2 separate regions of the Sus scrofa genome follow, and region 2 is linked to region 1. Evidence: chromatin contacts called from public promoter capture Hi-C data. All regions are on one chromosome and are shown on one strand. Each heading gives the region's core, a stretch centred on a gene start, on an enhancer-like site or on the middle of the called end of the contact. The rest is flanking DNA. Distances are from core to core; before and after follow the strand shown.

What was found. Promoter capture Hi-C pulls out the DNA fragments that hold promoters and counts their contacts.
Region 2: a promoter capture Hi-C map of fetal liver shows a contact between it and region 1, with 2.4 times the contacts expected there. The contact joins the enhancer-like site here to the promoter of USF1 in region 1. A contact is called at or near these places in 1 of 5 promoter capture datasets (fetal liver), 12 of 47 Hi-C or Micro-C datasets (alveolar macrophages, embryonic fibroblasts, fetal liver and 5 more) and 2 of 2 datasets of contacts at active chromatin or transcription factors (alveolar macrophages and skeletal muscle).

Annotation. Positions count from the first base shown.
Region 1 is chr4:89,392,203-89,397,260 of Sscrofa11.1, reverse strand. USF1 (upstream transcription factor 1) reads right to left here and starts at 2,066. Exons shown (of 11, transcript NM_001190245.1): 1 at 1,976-2,066. ARHGAP30 (rho GTPase-activating protein 30) reads right to left here. Exons shown (of 11, transcript XM_021089545.1): 11 at 3,071-5,058. The coding sequence ends at 3,832.
Region 2 is chr4:89,442,584-89,447,325 of Sscrofa11.1, reverse strand. F11R (F11 receptor) reads right to left here. Exons shown (of 10, transcript NM_001128444.1): 2 at 1,878-1,946; 3 at 1,598-1,705; 4 at 1,236-1,382; 5 at 738-940; 6 at 459-561; 7 at 215-322. Among named protein-coding and RNA genes, the nearest start is that of F11R, 20 kb to the right of the region's middle. Within about 2 kb of position 2,630, at least 9 of the 83 cell types and tissues checked have an H3K27ac peak or open chromatin away from gene starts, as enhancers often do. A contact at or near this core is called in fetal liver, retroperitoneal adipose tissue and subcutaneous adipose tissue, where this site is marked.

The DNA of each region.
Region 1 (5,058 bases), core at 817-3,316:
TCTCCTCTTTCTAGAACTAGGCTCCATGAAGACACATCCAGGAACATAAACCAATCATCTGCAGGGGACAATCAGCTTTCTCCATTCTGATGCTGAAGACTGTCTACAGTGACTGAAAGAGCAATTATATGAATAGTGTTTCTCGCCCCTCCAATTATCACTCCAACTCCTGATGGAGAAGAGATAATTATACTGAAAGACTAAGAAATAACGTATTTCTGGATGGATTATTATTAAAGCTATCATGATCTGCCATGACATGGAGATTAGAAGGACCATGTTTAGACCACAGCTATCAAAAAACACAAGGTCTTGGATGTTGATGCTTCTTCCCACTTCTCAAGCATATATTGTACATCAAGAAATTCCTGTCCTCAAATCTAAGAAAGGGAAACCTGAACCCACTGGAGAACCTCCAGAACCATAAAAGACCAGATTTGGCCCTTGGGCATCATTCTACTGACAGGGCTCTTGTTTTGGGAGTCCAGATTTACCTCATTCATTAAAGACCCTAAAGCCCAAGTGTATCCTCTTCAAGCCCCTTCTATTTTATTCACTAAGCCTTCCTGTAGAACAACACAGTTGCTAAAATGTTGCCATGACAACTCCAAATCAACCAAGCCTCAGCAAGAAGAGGGAAACTCCAGGTTCAGGGTTTGGAAGAAGAGATAATGGAGGAAGAATCCATCTAAGAGGTGCCTGCCTTACAACCCTGACACTGAAGTTCTCTTGCGGCACAGCGGTAAGGATCCAGCAGCAGTTGTCACTGCAGTGGCCTGGGCTGCTGCTGCGGTGCGGGTTCAACTCCCGTCCTGGGAACTTCCACATGCCCGCCCCCACCCCCTGCTAGGCCAAAAGAAAAAAAAAAAAAAAAAAAAAAAAGACCCTGACACCCAGTGGGGGTAAGTGAGGGTGGCGGCGGCAGGAAAAACAAAGGGCTGAGAAGACAGATGCCTCTAGAAAGAAATAGCAATATAGTACAAAGCAATAAGTAATCCCGACAGGAAAGGGGTAAGATTTTTTTAAGTTCTCTACCTGTAAGGGTCTCCCAAACCTTTATCTTCAGCGGTTAAGTCATGGAAAGCCCATATCCAAAGTGTTCACAAAAAAGAAAAAAAAAGGAACTGAAAATGAAACTGTCCGGAGCAAGTAGCGCTGCAATTAAGATCCGGTCCCTAAGGGGGAAGTAGCACCAGTATTTCGGGACCACCTACCTCTCCATCCTCGAACGTACGGAGGAAGTGCCCCTCTGAAGCTTGCTGCGCTGACAGCAGAAGGAAGCAATGAAACAAGAGGGCAGGGCAGAGGAGGCGTCTCTATGGCCCACAGCTGTCAGCCGGGGCAGCCTCTGAGGACGCCCAGCAACGGGGTCAAGATACTTATTCAAATCTTAGTAGGGCATCCAGAAGCATTTCCTGAGCGTTAGGGGTATGCGACAGGAAAGTGGGATAGGATGTCGTAGCGTGCACGCTCAGGCAAAGGGGGGGGGGGGAGAGCCCTGGCTAAGTCTGGACACAAAGGGAAAATAATCAAGTCCCCAAAGAAGGCTGGCGCCTAGACCTTGCCTGAGAATGCGGCGTCTCCCTGCAGGCCCATCAAGCAGTAGGCGCTTAAGAGCTGAGCGCCGGTCGGGCGCGAGCCCAGGAGCCCGCGCCGTGACCCGTCCAGCCCGGCCCGTCACATCCCGAGACCCCGCTGCTCCGCAGAGGCAGGAATTGAGGCCGGGGGTTCAGCGGATCCCGTGGTCTTGGCCCCGCGGCCCGCGGCTGCCATCGAAGGAGAGCGCGCCCGGGGGCGGGGAGTGAGTTCGGCCCACAAAAGGGGGTAGGAGATAAAGATCAGGCACGGCCCCCTCCCTCCAAACAAAAGCTTCCGCCCCAGGAGTTTCTGGACCTAAAAAACGGAAATAAAATCGAAGCTGCTCTCCCCCGCCTGCCCACCCAGTCTCCAGACTCTCGTCGGGTCCTGCACTCACCAGCCAAGGCCGCCGCAGGCTCCTATTTCCCTGGACCGAGTTCTCCCTCTCTCGACTCGGGTAGCTCCTTGGACAGCTGATCATGCGCACTACCGGCTCACAGCCATGTTGGTGAGGGGCGGAAGTGTCTCCTCCCGTCCGCCCAGCCTACACAGCCTCTGTGCTGCCCCACTTCCGTTCGCTCCATCTTGCCGGGGGCTGAAGGATGCGAGCGTGTTGGAGGTGTTGCTGGGGTGGGGAAGAAGCCACGACCGGGGATCCTTGGAGAATGACACTGAAGTCCTAGTCGCTCTAGCAAGGACGGAAGAAAGACGACTAACTTGGTGCTACTATTTTTCTGCTGGACAGGGCCTTTTTAGCTCCAGGAGAAGGGCGTGAGAGAGGCCAGCTTGGATCAAGCGAGGGACATCGGATGGAGGCGCCATCTTTAACAAGGGCTCTTTGGGAGGCCATCTTGGATCAGTATACCTGTTTGTGGTTGCTTATTAGACATTAGGACATAGCTGGTATAAATAGATCTGGATATACTTATTTGTATTAGGGTTAGAAGGCACCTAAAGACCCTCCAGGGCTTCCAGTTTTTGAGAGGCTCACAGTTTCTGGGAGAGGCATCTTGATTCCCATTCTTTTTCAGTCAAGACCTACCCTCAAGTTGCGGGGGCGGTAATGAGACGAGTTCAGAGCCTGGAGCCAGACAAACTCGGGTCTCAGACCTAACTCTGCCACTTCTTGGCTCTGAAACCTTTGGCAAACCTTTTGACTTAATTTAGTTTCCTCATCTGTGAAATGGATTTACCTGTACCAACCTTTTAGAATTATTAAGTGGATTCAGAAAAATCAGGAGCATAGACTATGTGCACATAGAATACCTAGCCTTTACTGGCACATAATGAGCATTATGCAAATATAAGTTTCTCTTCCGCATTTCCTGACCACCATGAACCCAGCTCTAGTTTCCAGCCGCAGGTCTCTATGGCAACAACTGAGGAAGAGCACCCAAACAATAAAAGCAGAAAAGACAACGAATGGTCAAATATTTGAAAATATGATACCTGTCACTCAAGACTTTAATAAGAGTAATGAAACTCCACACTATTTACGTGTAAAAATACAACTTTTATTATGAGACATTGCCCCTTGGGATTCGTGGCCCCCAGCCTATCCAGACAAGTAGTCCCAGGGTGTAAGTGACATCATTCCCCTTCCCTGAAATAGGAAGTTATTCCGAAGGGAAAAGAAGAGGGCAGAGAGATCTGTACAAGACCTCTCTGTCTTGAGATGCAGGGAGGCAGAAAGTAGGGGAGCTAGGAAGGGAGCCTGTCCCTCCAACAAATACTACAGGGTTCAAAAAGTTTCTTGGACATGTTCCTCCTAAGCTGAGGAGCAGGAGGCGTTTAACAGCCCCAAAGTAGAACAAGGATGGGTAACTCTAGAAGTGTTTGTGTATAATAAGCTCCGATATGGCCCTGACCTCTGCCTTTACCCTGGACTTCCATGAAGAGAAGTTCATTGCCTCAGAGGATGGCAGGAACTTGGCTGGAGTTCCCCCGTCATTCTTCACTTTGAGAAACCTGTAAGTTTTTCTACCTACTCTTTGTTCCCTTTGGCCAATGACCCCACTCTCTGGGAACAGGATCTTGGTGACTCTTTCTGGAATCTCCTAAGGGATAAGTGCTTTGTGTCTGAGACAAGCTCAAGTAAACAGAGATAGTGCCTCTCACAGTCAAAGAGAAACTGGAGGGCCAAAACCTATAGGGTTGGGCACTACAGCTACTCAGGCTGCAGAAGAGACAGCTTCAGAAACCACGGAGTTTCAAGACAACTACTGTCCTCTTTGCCCTGTGGTCTGGTCCTAATCACAGTCCCTTCCCTTTCCCAGAGTTAGCCTGTGTTTCAAATGCATATGATCGGCGCTGGGGAGGCGCAAGGGGGTCAGGGAGCTGAGGTTCTTTAGGGGGCAGACTAAGCCGACTCCGGGATCCAGACCCTTCTGTGCCTTCAGCTGGGAGCTCCAGGCAGCTAAGGGGCCTAGAAGAATGGGCAGGGATCGTGCTATAGGGGGAGGTTTTAGGGATGAGGCTGTAGTCCCCAGCCCCAGTACAGGTCTGGGTCCGCCGAACGCTCTGAACTTCAGTCCTCTGGCGGTCCCGGGCCAGGGCAACAGCAGCATCAAAGGAAAGACTGCCCCCATTCCTCCAAGAGGAGCGGGAAGCTCTGGTACCCCAGGCCCTTTCCCCAGGAGTCCCATCAAGCCGGCCAGGCCTCGGGCATGGGTTTGCTGGTGCCACGTGGATCTTGCCACACATTGCAGTGGGCATTCTGGCAAACTGTGGTTTGGGAGGCACCACAGGCACAGAGCGGACCTGTTGGACCTGAACCAGGGTGGAAGCCAGGCGCATGCCCACACCACCAGCCGCGCCAAGGGGACTCGGCTGCCCCTCAGGCTCCATCTCCTCTGACTGGGGTGGCTGTGGGGCTGCCTGGTCTGTCTCAGTGGACTGGGCACTGCCCTCTCTGGCACTGTCAACCTCCAAAGACTCTATATCTGACCCGTCAGGGAGGGAGCCCTCTTCTAAATGGTCACTTGCAGCCCTCTGGTCTCCCTCAGCTTCTCCATCTCCAGTCTCCTGTTCCTGACTGACCTCCCCTGCTCTTCCTTCAGCTGCTGCTTCTGGGATTCTGCTGTCTTCACCATCTCCTTGATCTTCTCTTGTCTCTTGGTCCTCATTCCCCCTCTGTCCTTTGACCTCATCTTCTCTTTCAGCCTCTTCTTTGTGTACAACCTCCCAGCTCTCCCCAGCAATTTGCTTTTCCTGGGCGCCATGCTCTGGCTCCCTTCTGGCTTCTACTTGAGCTTCATCTCCTTCCTCAGCTTCGTCCTCTCTCTCAGTATTTCTTTCCTTCTCCTTGTCCTTACCCTGCTCTACTCCTGTTTCCTCCACACCTTTAACTTCCTCCTTACTCTCATCCTCCTCCTGACCTTTGGACTCTTCTTCCTTGGCCTCTGTGTCCTCTGTCTCTTCTCCACCTCCTTCCCTCAAACTGTCAATCACCTTTTGGCTTCCCTCAGGCTCCACTCCTTC
Region 2 (4,742 bases), core at 1,381-3,880, 50 kb before region 1:
AAAAGAGAGGAAATGGGACCATGAGTGTCTGCAGGGTAGAAGACAGCATGGCACACAGGAAGAAGGGGGACCTAGTGTTGCGGCCCTGAGATATGGGTGACTGGTGATCCCTGGGAGGTAACCCCACCACACACGGGTTCAGCATCAAGTCAGTACTCAGGTGGCACCAAGAGCCAGGCCCTGGGAGGGAGAGCCTTTGAGGGCAAATACTTACTGTCAAAGTAGCCGCGGCTGTAGGCGAACCAGATGCCAAAAATCAACACTCCGAGGAGAATGAGTGTGACAAGGACAGCTGCCACGATGCCGCCCACATTCAGTTCCGCTATGAGACACAAATGAGACGTCAGGCCCTGAATGCTCACCCATGGTCCCGACAACACTGTTAAAGCCAGGATGGAAAGGAGACCCCAGTCCCCATCCCGGGTCTGAGCACAAGCCCTGGCCATGCCCTCACTCACCAGCTTCCATGTGCACAGTATCTGATCTCATGGGTGACCCATACCCATTCTGTGCCTCACAAGTGTAATCTCCAGCATCAGAGGCCGACACAGGATCAAAGATCTGGAATGCAGAAGGGGAATCAGCTTTCTGCTTAAAGAAGCCAAGTACCTGTCTTTCACACCTCCTGACCCTAATGCCAAGCTCACCTTGTTGCCTGCTCTTCTTTCCCACCATCAGGGGTTCTATAACCCTCTGCCTCCCAGACCACACACCTTTTACCCCATTCCCATCCATACCAGCTCCCCTGTCTTCGGATTCAGGCTATAGGAAGAGTTGATGAAGGCACGGTTGCTCTTGGGCTCTGTAGGCATCAATACCCCATCCTTGAACCAGAAGTATTCAGAGGGTGGGGAACCATCTTTCTCTGAGCAGGTCAGCACAGCCCGGTTCCCGATGGTAGCAGAGGAGGGAACACTGATTGTAGGCTTCGATGGAGGCACTGGGAGGGAGACAAGGTACTGATCACAACAAGGGCAGGAGGGCTGCCCGAAGGTGAAGTCATTGACTAGCATGACACCCCCATCCACCAGCTCTAGCCTCCCTCCCTTACTATGCCCTTTGTTCCCCCCCGTCCCAACCAGGGGCTTATCCCCCTTCTCCGACAGCCCTGGACCCTGAATCCTCCCACCCATGAGCATTCTCACCATCAGTGAGCTCCAAAGCTTAGCAGAGCTTGCTAAGAGTTTAGGGAAGGGACAGACTGCAAGCCCACATAGAAGACCTATGGCACGTACCAAGCACAATGAGGTTAACAGTGACTTCCCCGTAGGTGTTGCCGCCTTCGTCAGAGACCATACAAGTATACGTCCCTGTGTCTTTCCTGGTCACAGAATGGAAGGTGATGCCACTAGCCGAGAAGGTAACTCGGTTCTCATAGGAAGCTACCAGGAGAGAGGAAGCAGGGCCGGGGGCAGTGAGCTGAAGAGCTAAGAGACACAGGTGCCGGCGGCCCCCAAGGCACAAGGGGCCCTCTCCTTCCCCCAGGAAGGGCGATCGGGAGGCCATGGGACTTGAGCATAACCTTCCCCTGGAATCCAGGCACAATCAATCAATCCCTCTACTGCCCAGGCAGGCAGCAAAGAGGTGAGCAACTCACCTGTGATCTTGTTGTTATAGCAGACGAGGCTGGTGATGTCGCCATGGGTAAATTTCCACTCCACACGGGGAGAGGAGAACCCGGAGTAGGAGCAGGACAGCTTGGCAGCTGCAGACAGGACCAAGGTGAAGGCGAAGAAGGAACAGCCAGAAATGGAGAAGATGGGGAAATGGCCCCAGTCCACAGCCTGGGCTGGATGTTCCCCAGGGGTCTCTCTGCAGGTGCTCACCTCCCTTCCCCCAACCCCCCACCACCCTCCACAGACCCTCTCCCAACTCACGTTTGTTCTCAGCAACTCTGACTTCTGGTTCAGAAGTGTACACTGCACCCCTGCCCAACGTCAGGGAGCCTGAGAAGAAGACGAGTGGGCCCATTAGGAGTTGACAGAGGGAAGAGCAGTCCCAGCTGATGGGGCATCTAGGGCTGAGACCCCAAGATCAAGGGATTCAAGAGATTCAAGCTCCTCTCTCTCTATAATACTTCTCATCAATATTCTAAATATTCTCTCTCTCTCTCTCTCTCTTTTCTGCTTGTTATGGTCATACCTGTGGCATATGGAAGGTTCACAGGCTAGGGATTGAATTGGAGCTGCAGCTGCCAACCTACACCACAGCCACAGCAATGTGGGATCCTAGCTGAATCTGCGAGCTACACCACAGCTCACAGCAACACTGGATCCTTGGCCTCCTTAACCCACTGAGCGAGGCCAGGGATTAAACCCACATCCTCATGGATACTCGCTGAGCCACAACAGGAGATTCCTGCATATTCTCTTTAAATGCTTTTTGCTCTAATTGCCAATACTTCCTTTATCAATGGAAATAACCTATTTCTTTCAAATGTGATTTCTTTCATTCTTTAACATTTTTCCCTCTGAACCCCCAATAACCTAATTAGAGTCCTACAAGTCCAAAGGCAGCTTCCCAAATGACATTTCATGGTTCAGAGAAAGCTTCTCAACAAATAATTGCAGTCACTTGTCAGACAATCCTGGCAGGAGGCCAGCAGAGCTGGAGGCAAGGGAGGGAAGGAAAGGGCGGAGCGACAATAGGATAATAATAACACTCGACATTTGTGGGGCATTTTGTGCTTTGTGTTTTCATATACACCGTATCATTTGATCCTTGAAGGAAGCAGGACAGATCAGCAGGACAAGTATTACCACCCCAATTTTACATGAGGAACCGAAGCACAGAAACGTATCTAAGATCACACAGCTGGTTCTGGTCCAGAAGTGGGCTCAGATCCGCTCATTAGAATCTCCTCCTGCCCAATGGAGAAGGGAAGGAGAAGGCAGTGGGTAGTGGGGGTGGAGAGAGGAGGTGAGAAGAGGCCAGGCTAATTAAATAACACAATAGGAAGAAGGCAGCAGGGTCCACAGGAGGCCCCACACACTCCAAAATAAGCAGCCGTGAGGATTCTGGGATGGTGAGATAATCACCAACCCGCACTGACACAATTACTCTCATTCATGTTTTCAAAGCTCACACTCACGAAAGATGCTTTATTTACAGCTTTACGTCAAAGTCCTGCCTTCCTTAGATAAGTGCAAGCACATCTGTTCAACGCAAGTACATTTTTCCTTTATTAAATTACTCACATAACTGAATAGGTCTCTTGACCCCTGAGACTGTTTTCTCATCTGAAACATAAAAGGTTTGAACTAGATGTTCTCTGTGATCCTTTAGGTTCTTTCTTTTTCTTTTCTGGTTGGTTTGTTTTCCTCTTTTGGCCTAAATATTTAGAGAGTGCTTTTACATACATTTATTTCAATTTCATACGACAGCACTGAATTTGTCAGGGTATGTTTTACAGATGAGAAAATTGAGTGTCTAAAAAGTTAAATGGGAGTTCCCATCGTGGCTCAGTGGTTAACGAATCCAATTAGGAACCATGAGGTTGCGGGTGCGATCCCTGCCCTTGCTCAGTGGGTTAACGATCCAGCGTTGCCATGAGCTGTGGTGTAGGTTGCAGACGTGGCTCGGATCCCGAGTTGCTGTGGCTCTGGCGTAGGCCAGTGACTACAGCTCCGATTTGACCCCTAGCCTGGGAACCTCCATATGCCGAAGGAGCAGCCCAAGAAATGTCAAAAAGACAAAATAAATAAATAAATAAATAAATAAATAAATTTAAATGGCTGATCCAAGTTTTCACAGCTGGCAAATGGCAGAGCTGAGATTAGCATACAGGCTACTCCCCTTTTTCCTTATATTTGTATACACCATGCTACTTCTTAGAAAAGCCACTAGTTTAGCAAACCGTGTAACTAAATGTCATTCTTTTAAGAAATCAGGTCCTAGGAGTTCCTGTCTTAGCTCAGTGTAAAACAAATCTGGTTTGTATCTATGAGGACACAGGTTCAACCCCTGGCCTCACTCAGTGGGTTAAGGATCCAGCATTGCCATGAGCTGTGGTGTAGGTCACAGAAGTGGCTCGGATCCCAAGTTCCTGTGGCTGTGGAGTAGGCCACTGGCTACTGCTCCAAACCTCCATATGCCGCAGGTACGGCCTAAAAAGACAAAAAATTAAAAAAATAAAAAATAAATAAATAAAAGTCAGGCCCTGGAGTTCCCATCAGGGGGCCGTGGGTTAAGAATCCAACCTCAGTGGATCCAATCCCCAGCCTGGCACAGTGAGTTAAAGGCTGCAGCTGTGGCTCGGATTCAATCCCTGGCTCGGGAACTTCCATGTGTTGTGGGTTCAACCAAAAAAAAAAAAAATTACTGGTAATGAAATGCTTTGATTTTTTTTTGCCCAAGTCAGCTTTCTTTGCTTTGATGATGGAACTTTAGAGCAAGAGGCAAGATGGCAGAGTAGAAGGACTCAAGCTAACCTCCTCTTATGAAAACCACCAAAATTACAGCGAAGTGCTGAACAACCATCAACAAAATAGACTGGAAGGCTACCAAATAAGATTCTTGGGGAGGGAGCAGGTTGGACAGGGAGTCTGGGATTACTAGATGCAAATTATTACATTTAGAATAGATAAGCAATGAGGTCCTGCTGTATAACACAGGGATCTATATATCCAGTCTATCTTGGGATAGAACATAAAGGAAGATAATATGAGAAAAAGAATGTGTGTGTGTGTGTATGTATATATATGACTGGGTCACTTTGCTATACAGCAGAAATTGATTCAACA